2 separate regions of the Mus musculus genome follow, and region 1 is linked to region 2. The links are chromatin contacts, called in public Micro-C maps. All regions are on one chromosome and are shown on one strand. The core of a region is the stretch at or near the end of the contact, and the rest is flanking DNA. Distances in the headings are between cores, read along the strand shown.

The links. Hi-C and Micro-C count contacts between places; a contact is called where the count stands out from the background.
Region 1: a Micro-C map of embryonic stem cells shows a contact between it and region 2, with 1.6 times the contacts expected there. The contact joins two enhancer-like sites. A contact is called at or near these places in 2 of 484 Hi-C or Micro-C datasets (bone marrow-derived macrophages and embryonic stem cells), 3 of 115 datasets of contacts at active chromatin or transcription factors (embryonic stem cells and kidney) and 4 of 9 other capture datasets (adipose tissue, embryonic stem cells, liver and 1 more).

Annotation. Positions count from the first base shown.
Region 1 is chr1:151,682,966-151,687,987 of GRCm38.p6, reverse strand. All of the region lies in intron 5 of Niban1 (niban apoptosis regulator 1), which reads right to left. Among named protein-coding and RNA genes, the nearest start is that of Gm41969, 51 kb to the left of the region's middle. Within about 2 kb of position 2,772, at least 164 of the 459 cell types and tissues checked have an H3K27ac peak or open chromatin away from gene starts, as enhancers often do. A contact at or near this core is called in embryonic stem cells, where this site is marked.
Region 2 is chr1:151,542,747-151,547,691 of GRCm38.p6, reverse strand. No RefSeq gene overlaps it. Among named protein-coding and RNA genes, the nearest start is that of Niban1, 26 kb to the left of the region's middle. Within about 2 kb of position 1,936, at least 10 of the 459 cell types and tissues checked have an H3K27ac peak or open chromatin away from gene starts, as enhancers often do. A contact at or near this core is called in embryonic stem cells, where this site is marked.

The sequences.
Region 1 (5,022 bases), core at 1,523-4,022, 140 kb before region 2:
GACTTGCACAGTTGAAAGAAAGAACCAACTCCTGCACGCTGTCCTCTGACCTATGCCATGGCACATACACATTCACACATATACATCCAATAAATCGGCAAATAAATGTAATTTAAAAAAAATCTAACCAGGCACTTTCGGGAGTAGAGCTCACTGTGGTAGAGTGTGCACTTAGCATGCATTGGTCTTAAGTTTGGTAAGTTTCATGCCCAGTAAACACACACACACACACACACACACACACACACACACCTAATCAAATTGTCAAGAAATCCATACCTAGAAAGGGAAAATGAAGGGGTAAACAGCAAGCCTCCACTGCAATAGGGCACACAGCTCTCTTGCTAGAAACTATAATCTACAGATAACTATAATCTACAGATAATTTATAATCTGTGTGTGGGGGCTCTATTAGAATGTAGGCAGCAGGGTCACTGCAGGGAGAGGCGGCATCATAGCTTTAGACCATCAGAATTACTCAGTCAACGTTAAATGGCTGACTGGGCGTAACTTAAGAGAATCAGTCGGCCTTGGCAGGTGACGATCAGCTAGCAGGTTATGGATTACCTCCTTTGAGGTTTTCTAGATTATAAAGCAGCAGGCGCTTAAAAGAGAAAACTCAGTTTCGGGCATAGCGTCTACAAGAGCTAAACACTCTCCATAGTGAGAGTACCAGGAAGCAATCCTAGGACACCTTCCACATTACAGAAGAACTGGCCTCTCATCAACATCGACACAGAGACTTGCTCAAAATGGAAAAAACTGGGAAAATGGCCCGTCCCACAAATCGAGTTTTCTAATTGAAGTATCTTCTTTCGTGTTATTTTTCTTGGCTTGGCAACCCACTCAGTGTTTAACCTCAGAGGATTAGAAAACGAAAATTAAGGTGGTCCTTAAAATTTTTGCTTTCCCCACAGTGTGTTCTCCCCACAGTGGGACTGTGATACGGGGCTCGGCACACTGGGAAGGACTGGACAGGGCGAGATGGAAACTGTAATTACCACGTGGAGATTCCAGATGACTCATGCACTCTTATTTTTAACAGCTGTTTTCATTTCCAATCTACGGAAACAGAGAGGGGAAAAAATGTGACTGTGGATGCGGATGGGGTGGGTATGGCCAGAGCTGCCAGCCAAGGAGCGAGGGTTTCAGTTCCTTGGTGCTTTATGAGCAGTTCAGCTGACCTCAGAAACTGGAGGAGAGAGTTTATATCCTGTCCACAGCCGGCTATGTCTATGTCCAAACAAGCTGGCCTGTGCATGGACAAGTGTAGCACTAAAGATATGGGGTGGGAGGGGGGAAGAAAATAGAATTTGGAGACAATGATATTAGCTTGACAAAAGTCAAAGAAGGGGTGTCAGGAAGTGAGCATGCGATGGTGCAGGAATGAAGAGCCTCGCCTCAGGCAGAGAAGAAAGGGATAAGGAACTAGGCGCCCACAGAAGAAGTCACAGTCAGTCAGCAATGGAATCCGGAGACAGAGAGCTCTCACCATTAGGACAAATGAAATCTTAAATTCCCCTCTTGGATAGTGGGAGACAGATCTAATTTGCCAATCTGTTATTAGATTTTTTTTCAGCTTATAAGCTAATTAAACAAATTGATTTATGGAGAAAAAAAAAAACAAACAAAGAAAAAACTTGGAGAAGAGATGTGCCACAGGGTAAGTTTCTCTGTGAGTGTCTGCTCTGGTGATGAGGAGCAAAACTCAGAAGACCATCGCCAGCTCAGTAAGCAAACAGAATGAAGTCTGCCAAAGACAGAGGAGTGCTGTGCTGAGGTAATCCGACCTCCATTGTTCCTCCTCGGTTGTTTGCAGAGGCAGAGCTGAACTCATTACAGGTGCTTGAGAGAAAGCAGATTACCCGTTACTTCATCAGCATCCTGTGAGGAGGTCTCAGGGGAACACACTGTACCTTCTTAACTACCCTCTCTCCTGCCAATAAGCAATCTGAGGGTTTTTAGTTCGGTGGCCTTCGGGAACTTCCTGCTCTTCCGCAAAGCTTTCCCTCTGCAGGAAGACTTAGGGCAGGTAGCAAGCGGGCCAGAATTTCCTTTTCCCACATGGTCTAACTTAAAGACTCCACAGGGGGCCGGGTGTGCAGGGGAGCAACTGAGGCATCTGTTAAAGCCAGATGGAGAAAATGGGGGGGGGGGAGTTCATGTCTTAGCTGAAGGTCACACAGCTGGCCAGAGTCAGAGCCAAGGGGTGTGTCCTGCGTGGCCTTGGCATTCACGGCTATTTAAACCATAGACTATGAGAATCAGGAGTGATCTCAATGCTCACTGACCGTGAGGTTTTCAGTGTTGAGAACCTTCAGAAGGCCAGCCTTGGCTCAAATAGATCTAGTGACAGAAAGTTCAGAATTTAATGAAATGGTTCTTTTCCATTCCAGAACTACTCTAATTATTTGAAAATTTAAATGTTTACCACTTCTTTTGAGCCACTATGTTTACACACACACACACACACATACACACACCATCCACTTTGTCTCTGAGAGTAAATTAGTTCTCATTACTCCTCTTCCATAGCTGGGCTGATTCCCAGGTACCCACAGAGTGGACTAACTTTCCCTCAACTCCTCTTTAAACAACTTGTTTACCTTTGGATCTTTCTACTTTTACCCTTCTTTTCTCCCCCCCTGATGGGCTCTAAGGTATCACACTCTTCGTCCTAGCACCCACCACAAAACACGTGATACTCTCTGCCCCTTTCTGGTTTCTTCTTTAATGTGGCCACAGCATCCGGGTGACTCACACATTTCTTTTAATCCAATCAAATCCATAAACTTCTTCTCATATGAGATGCTTGCCAACCTAAGCGTCCCCTGACTTGCACTTCTACTTTTGAGATCAGGCCAGCTTTTAAAGCTTATCCCTATTAAGTGGCAACTCGCTGAGACCAGCCCCACCTGACACACCATTTCAAAACTGGAATTCTGCCCCATACCCTCTTTCACCCAAGAGCCAGGAAAACTGCTAGATTTGCCTTCTTTGTGCCTATCCAATTCGCTGGCAAAACGTTCATCAAGTCCAGAGCACAGACAAACCCTGGGAAACTGTAAGCATTTTAGCAGGCATGTGGGAGACACATTGTAGCTATTCATTCAACACTCTATCCCCAGGGCCAGGAAATGTCTAGGAATGCTCTGTTCTCCTTGGTCTCTCCCAGGTCCTCATCTCTGCAGCTGCGTGGAAAACTCATATTTGAGAGAGATGATTAAGGATTTTTGCAAGGGAAGCTTTGCTTTCCTAGGCCTCTCGGGGACAGTTATTCGGGGGGCCAGCCAGAGAGACATCGTTTTTTGTTTTTTTCCACTTGTGCAGATTTATAACATGCCTGAGCTAACCAAAGCCCCAAAGCTCCCAGGCCTGTGGAGTCAGTGTATACTGTGACTCTGGCTGCCGTGCCAGATCTAGGTTTGGAAGTGCCTTGTAATTCTGTTTTATGGATAACCTCTACCAAGCCCTGTCAGCTGATCTGCAGAGCGATTTGGGCAAGTTATATAACAGCATTCCTCCCCTCCCCGGGCTTCTGCGGTTTCTTACCACAGACTCTCCTAACCCTTCCCCAGTTCCAGTTCACAGCGCCCTCCCGGGGAAGCCATTGAGGATGCTCGTCCTAGGGTTTAATCTAGAATAAGGAAGACAGGGCGCGCAGTGAAGGTGACCGAGGTCAATTGAGTCACTACTGTGGATTAGAAACCATCTCATAAAATCTCCACATTGCAAAAGACTAGGGACAGAGCTTCAGGGGTAGATTATGGTCAAGCAAGACCCAGATACCTCGGGACCCTTTTCTAACACTTTATGGTTTAATGTTTCAAAACTACTTTATAAAAACTAATCAACTAGAACAGGGGCTATCCCAAAAGCCATTGCCTGTATGTAGGATATATTCTACTAGCTGGGCTGCCTTGTCTGGCCTCAGTAGGAGAGGAAGCCTCGCACAGACTTGAAGTACCAGGGTGGGGGTAGGGGAAAACCTAGGGGGTCCTCCCACAGGCTCAGAGAAGAAGGGGAGGGGAGATGAGGGAAGGATTGTGGGAGGGGGTGACCAGGAGGTAGGCTGTGAGCAGGATGCAAAGTGAATAAATAAAACACTAAAATTAAATTAAAAAATATTATATTCAAAAGATATTATATTTATATATGCATGTGTGTGTGCACGTGAACGCGTGTGTTTTACAGACTAATGTTTGAAGTTATCTGCAAGGGGTGTTTCCTTGCAAAGTTTAGAATCATGGAATTCAGGACTTTGGTCATATGGCAGGTACTGCTGAGCCTAAACTCTTTATTTCAGAACTGTCCAGTCAAGGTCTAAACAGACCATGAACTTACATTACTAAAATTAAAGCCAAATAATGTAAATTTACCCACTAGATTTAATAATGGCTGGTGTCCACACTACTAAAGTGGCAGTGAGTATATTTTGCTTTAAAAACTATATATGACCAGCCTAAATAGAGATCTATTACTACATTATAGGGGCTAACTTGAGGTAATGAGTAGAAACTGCAACATTACTAGACACCCCCGAAACACATCTTAGAAAACCATTAGACTAAAATATAAATCCATTACTCTCATCATATGTGTCCTTGCTAGTGGACACAGACCTATCAGGCAGAAAAGATGGACATGTCAGAGATATATGTACACATTTCAGAAGTCCAGTGTTGGTTGCTCTAGGTGAGAATACAAAACACGACAACTTCCTCAGAAGAGATAGACTACTTCTAAAAATTAAAAAAAAAAAAAGTCTAGTGGGGAAAAAACTGTTTTGTAAGAAGTTGTAACCACACAGAAGAAAACCACATAGATGAGCCATGCCTCATGACTTGTCAATAAAAACTAAAAGACTGTCAACAGAGAAAAGGAAACGGCGGTCTTCAGAAGAAGTGGAGGCAGACTGGCCTCATTTCTTTCAGATAAACATATTAGATTGGCTGATTAGAAGGCTGTTGAAGACATCCTGTGTCTAGGTTTGATCAACGGTTTTCGCGATTTTGACACTGA
Region 2 (4,945 bases), core at 687-3,186:
GACCTTGTTAATAAAGTCAAGATAACAAACACAAGTCAGCAATGGTGACAATACCTAACAGAGACAGCCAGCCCTCAGCCTCGGCTCAGGTCAACAAAAAAGACCAGGGCCAACAATAATGTCAAGAAAAAGTTCTCAACTGTACAGATTAACAAAGCAAAAGACCAACAAACATTATACAACTTACCCTACCAACAAGCCTAACTCAGTCTCCTCCATTGCCGGTAGAGTTCTATTTATAATCCCTCCAAACATCACATGTTCTTCTCCACAGGTCTTGACTCAACACATGTCTTGCCTCAACACATATGTCTGTCTCAGCTAACATCACTCTGTCAGTCAATTCAATTCCATCAAAGTGACAAAAAGCCACAAACACACCACCAAATTTTTTGACACGTTTATCTCTATAGAGCCCTGACTTATAAAACCCAACTATACAATATAAGACAGACCAATACATATATGTCATTAACAAAAAAATCCTTCATCACGTGTCCTTTCACATGTTTACTTTAACAAAACATCTGTTCACCTATGTCTATTTCACTAAAACATTCCTTCACAAGTCAATCTTAACACAACTGACTTTCTAAAAAAAAGAAAGAAAGGAAGGAAGAAAGAAGAACCCTAAATTTCTACTTCAGAAAAGAAAATATACATTCACACAAAAACCTGCCCACAAACATTTACAACAGCTTTGTAGGCAATTACAAAAACTTATTCTTGTTTTGTTTTGAGACAGAGTCTCTTTATGTAGTCCTAGCTGTCCATAGCTGAAACTTGCTATGTAGACCAGACGTCTCCAACTCACAAAGATCCTACTGCCTCTGCCTTCCAGAGTGCTGGGATTAAAGACATGCACACACCACACTGGGCAATTTCCAAAATGAATAAAAACCCAAAGTTGCCTTCAATAGATAAACCATAGAATATCCAGATAGAAGATTGTTCAAGACTAAAAAAAAAAAAAGAAGATGCAGGGGCTCAGCAGGTAAAACTGCCCATAGTACAAACCTTATAACTGTTTTCATCCCTGGAACCCTGATTTAAAAAAAAAAAAAAAAAGCTGGGTTGGAGAGATGGCTCAGCAGTTAAGAGCACTGACTGCTCTTCCAGAGGTCCTGAGTTTAATTCCCAGAACCCACATGGTGGCTCACAGCCATCTGTAATGGGATCAGATGCCCTCTTCTGGTGTGTCTGAAGACAGTGACAGTGTACTCACATTAAATAAATAAATAAGCAAACAAACAAATAAATAAATAAATATTTTTTTAAAAGTTGCATTCTGTGGCTCTGCTGGTAAAGTGTTTGCCACACAAGGATGAAGACATAGCTCAGAATCCCCAGGAGCCCTGTAAAGCTGGGTGTGATTTAGGGCACTCATCTACAACCCCAGAGCTCTTACAGTGAAATGGGACAGGGAGACAGAATTCCTGGTAGCCTGTGGTCCAGCTAGCCTGCCTTATCCAGCAGAAAGTGAACAAAAGCCTAGCTAGTCTCAAGCAAGGTGGACGGTGGAAGGTGGAAGACGGAAGGGCGGACAGCCAAGAGGTTGTCCCCTGACCTACACACATGCATGTGCTTTCCCCATACTCACATGTGTGCACATAGAAGTAGGGATTTTTAAAAGATGTACCCACTGGAATAAGCCATTCTAAAGGCTACTTGCTATATGGTTCTGGAAAGGCAAAAGCATGGCGACTGTAAGAATCTGGCTTCCAGGAATTCAAGAGGAAACCCAGATTAATAAACAGCACGAAGGATGCCTAGGACATGAAAGCGCTTTGCTATCATGAAGGAATTGTGTCAGTTAATCCTGAGTGTCCACTTGATGCATCTGAAAACCAAGGAGAGACAAGCCTTTGGGTGGGGTGTGAAGACACTCCCGGGAAGGATCAACAGAGGCAAGGAGACACTCCCATAGAATGGGCGGCACTTTCAGAGGGTGTCAGGTGGCACACATATAAAGAAGTCCCAGGAAAGTGTAGCACTGTTGCTCGCTGGCCTGGTTCTGCCTCTTGATGGTGAGTCCATCCGTTCTTCCTGAAGCTCTGCTGCCATGCTCTGCCAACATCATACTCCAGCGTTTGCCTGTGTTGTGCCCCTTTTGAGAGCCCCCAAAGACCACCACAGAGCCAATTCCAATGCGATCGCACAAGGGTCTTTCCTCAAGCTCGAGTTCAGGCCATACCCTCGTCACTGACGCATCAGGATGGGAGGGTGAAACCCTAAGCCCAGTTTCAAGCAAGCAGTTATAGAGTCAAGCAAACAAGCAAGGGTATCCAGCTTGGCACACATTTGATTGGGGGGACTATCATGGAATGTGCTGCCCTTTAATATGACTGGTTGGTGCTGGAGCAAAAACCTTAACCATCACAGGCAAATATCCTTAGGTACAACTGTAACTTCTGCTTTCCTCCTGGTTAGTGCTTGTTAGTGAGTAACCTGGAGACGAGTGTTAGGTGTAGGCCTGGTGATTCAACCTTAGGTCAGCTTCTCTAAGATGGAGCCTGAGCCCAAGATGGAGTTGGTCTAGTCTCTCACCTTCAGAGATGGAAGGAAGAATAATGGCTCTCCAGCATCTTCCAGGCCCTCAGTGTCAGCTTGGGGCTGCTGAGGCATCTAAACTGTGTGGTCAGTGGGTTCTCGGCTTCTCCAATGCACAGGACGCCATTGTTATACGGAGTATCTGTTCTATGAGCTATTCTAGTAAATCTCCTTTTATGATAGCTGTACATCTGCCATTCTATTATATAGCCATAATACCTAGACATCTATTTAGCATTCTGCCAGTTCTATTCCTCTAGGGAACCCTGCCCAAGAAAGATATACAACTGCCATTGTGCTTCTCTCTAGGCCCAGATAGCCGGCTACAGGAAGACGGAAGCCCAGTGAGCTCTGCTTTTCAGTTGTAGATAGCAGCATAGACTCATCGGGTGTGTCTCTCTTGTGTCTGACTTTAAAAGTGGTGAGGACTGAGCTTTTATGAGGTGGGGCCTGTACTGGTGACCAGCATCCTTAGCTTCATTTTGTTGTGAACCTAAAACTGTTCTTAAAAATAGATAAACAAACAAACAAATAAATAAATAAATAAACACTGCTTAGAAATCAAGGGATAGACGGACATAAGACTCCACTCCGGGGAGCCTTAGCTTACCGGGGACCCTCTGAGTGAACCACGTGGAGCTGGGATCGATGCAAAAAGCAAGAGGAACTTATTGTTCCAGTGCATTGGGGTTGTCCCAGACCCAAAGGAGAGGTGGCAACCCCCAGCACCCATTCCACGAGTTTTTATATGGTTTCCAGGGGCAGAACAGAGCATCAGCAACTAGGCACAATATGATTGACAGAACAGTGCACCTTTAAACTGATCAGTCTCTAGGGAATGAGGTGACAAGGACTTCCTTTCTTCCTTTGTCTGAAGGTGGGCAGCAGTCAGTCCTGCGGAATGTGTCCCCACCCGCAGGTCGGTTCCCACCCTGTGGTCGGAGAAATGTTAATTAGCCTCTCCCTTCCGGAGGTGCAAGGGTTTCATGAGCTGACCTTTTCATAGACAGGCATGGTGGTACATACTTATAATCCCAATGTCTTAGTAGGCAGAGGCAGGTAGGGTTTTTTTTTTTTCCTTTTTTCTTTTTTTAATGATTACAGGGTTAGTGTGGTCTACATAGGAAGTTCCAGGCCAGCCAGGGCTATTCTGGCAAAAAAAAAAAAAAAAAAAAAGGAAAGGAAAAGAAAAGATAAAAAAAAGCTCAAGAATTTGTGTGTGTGTGTGTGTGTGTGTGTGTGTGTGTGTGTGTGTGTGTGTATGTATGCCTCTTATAAGTCAAAAATACCTCTCAACAATTAAGAGCACATACTAGCCTTGCAGAGAACCCTGATTCAATCCCTAGAACCCACAGTGGATGGGTGGCTCCCTCCACCTGTAACTGCAGCCCCAGGGGATGTCTCTGAAAAGTCATCAGCACTCAGGTGCACACAACAACACAGAGGCACATGCACACAACTAAAACTAAGAAAACAATGCTTAAGAAATATTCTGAGTCATTAGGGAAACACTAATTAAAGCCACAGTGAAGTTCCACTTCACACCTACTAAAATGGTTAAAACGGAAAATAATAACAACAAATGCTTATGAGGGTGTGGTGCAAGTGGAATCCTTACAAGCTGTTGGTATTATCTAAAGTGATGAAACCACATTATAAATCCACCCCATGGCCAGCAGTTTTCTTCCTAACCATTTTCCCAGCCTAGCAAGATGGCTCAGTGGGTAAAAGCACTTGCCACCAAGCCTTGGGACCCAAGTCTGCTGAGCCATGACATACTGCACTCACACACAGCACATTATATACACACGATAACACATTATATGCGCACAATAATAGCAAGCAATGTTTTTTTAATTAACTAAAGTATTTACCCAAAGAAATGAAGATACATAGCCACAAAAAGACTTGAGAAGAGATGTCAATGGCAACTTTATTTCTGATCATCAAAGCTAGAAACAGCAATTGGAACCCTAGTTGCAAGCCAGCCTACAGCCCTATTGTAGTGTATGCAATACAGCTATACTTCTTAAAAACAAATACATGGGGCTGCCAAGATGACTCAGTGGGTAAGAGCACTGACTACTCTTCCGAAGGTCCTGAGTTCAAATTCCACCTACCACATGGTGGCTCACAACCACCCATAATGAGATCTGATGCCCTCTTCTGGCATGTATGAAGACAGCTAAGGTGTACTTATGTATAGTAATAAATAAATCTTTGGGCTGGAGCGAGAGCAGGGACTGAGCGAGCAGAGTTGACCAGAGGGAGCAGAGGTCCTAAAAATTCAATTCCCAACAACCACATGAAGGCTCACAACCATCTGTACAGCTACAGTGTACTCATATACATATTAATTAATTAATTAATTAATCTTTAAATAAATAAATAAGTA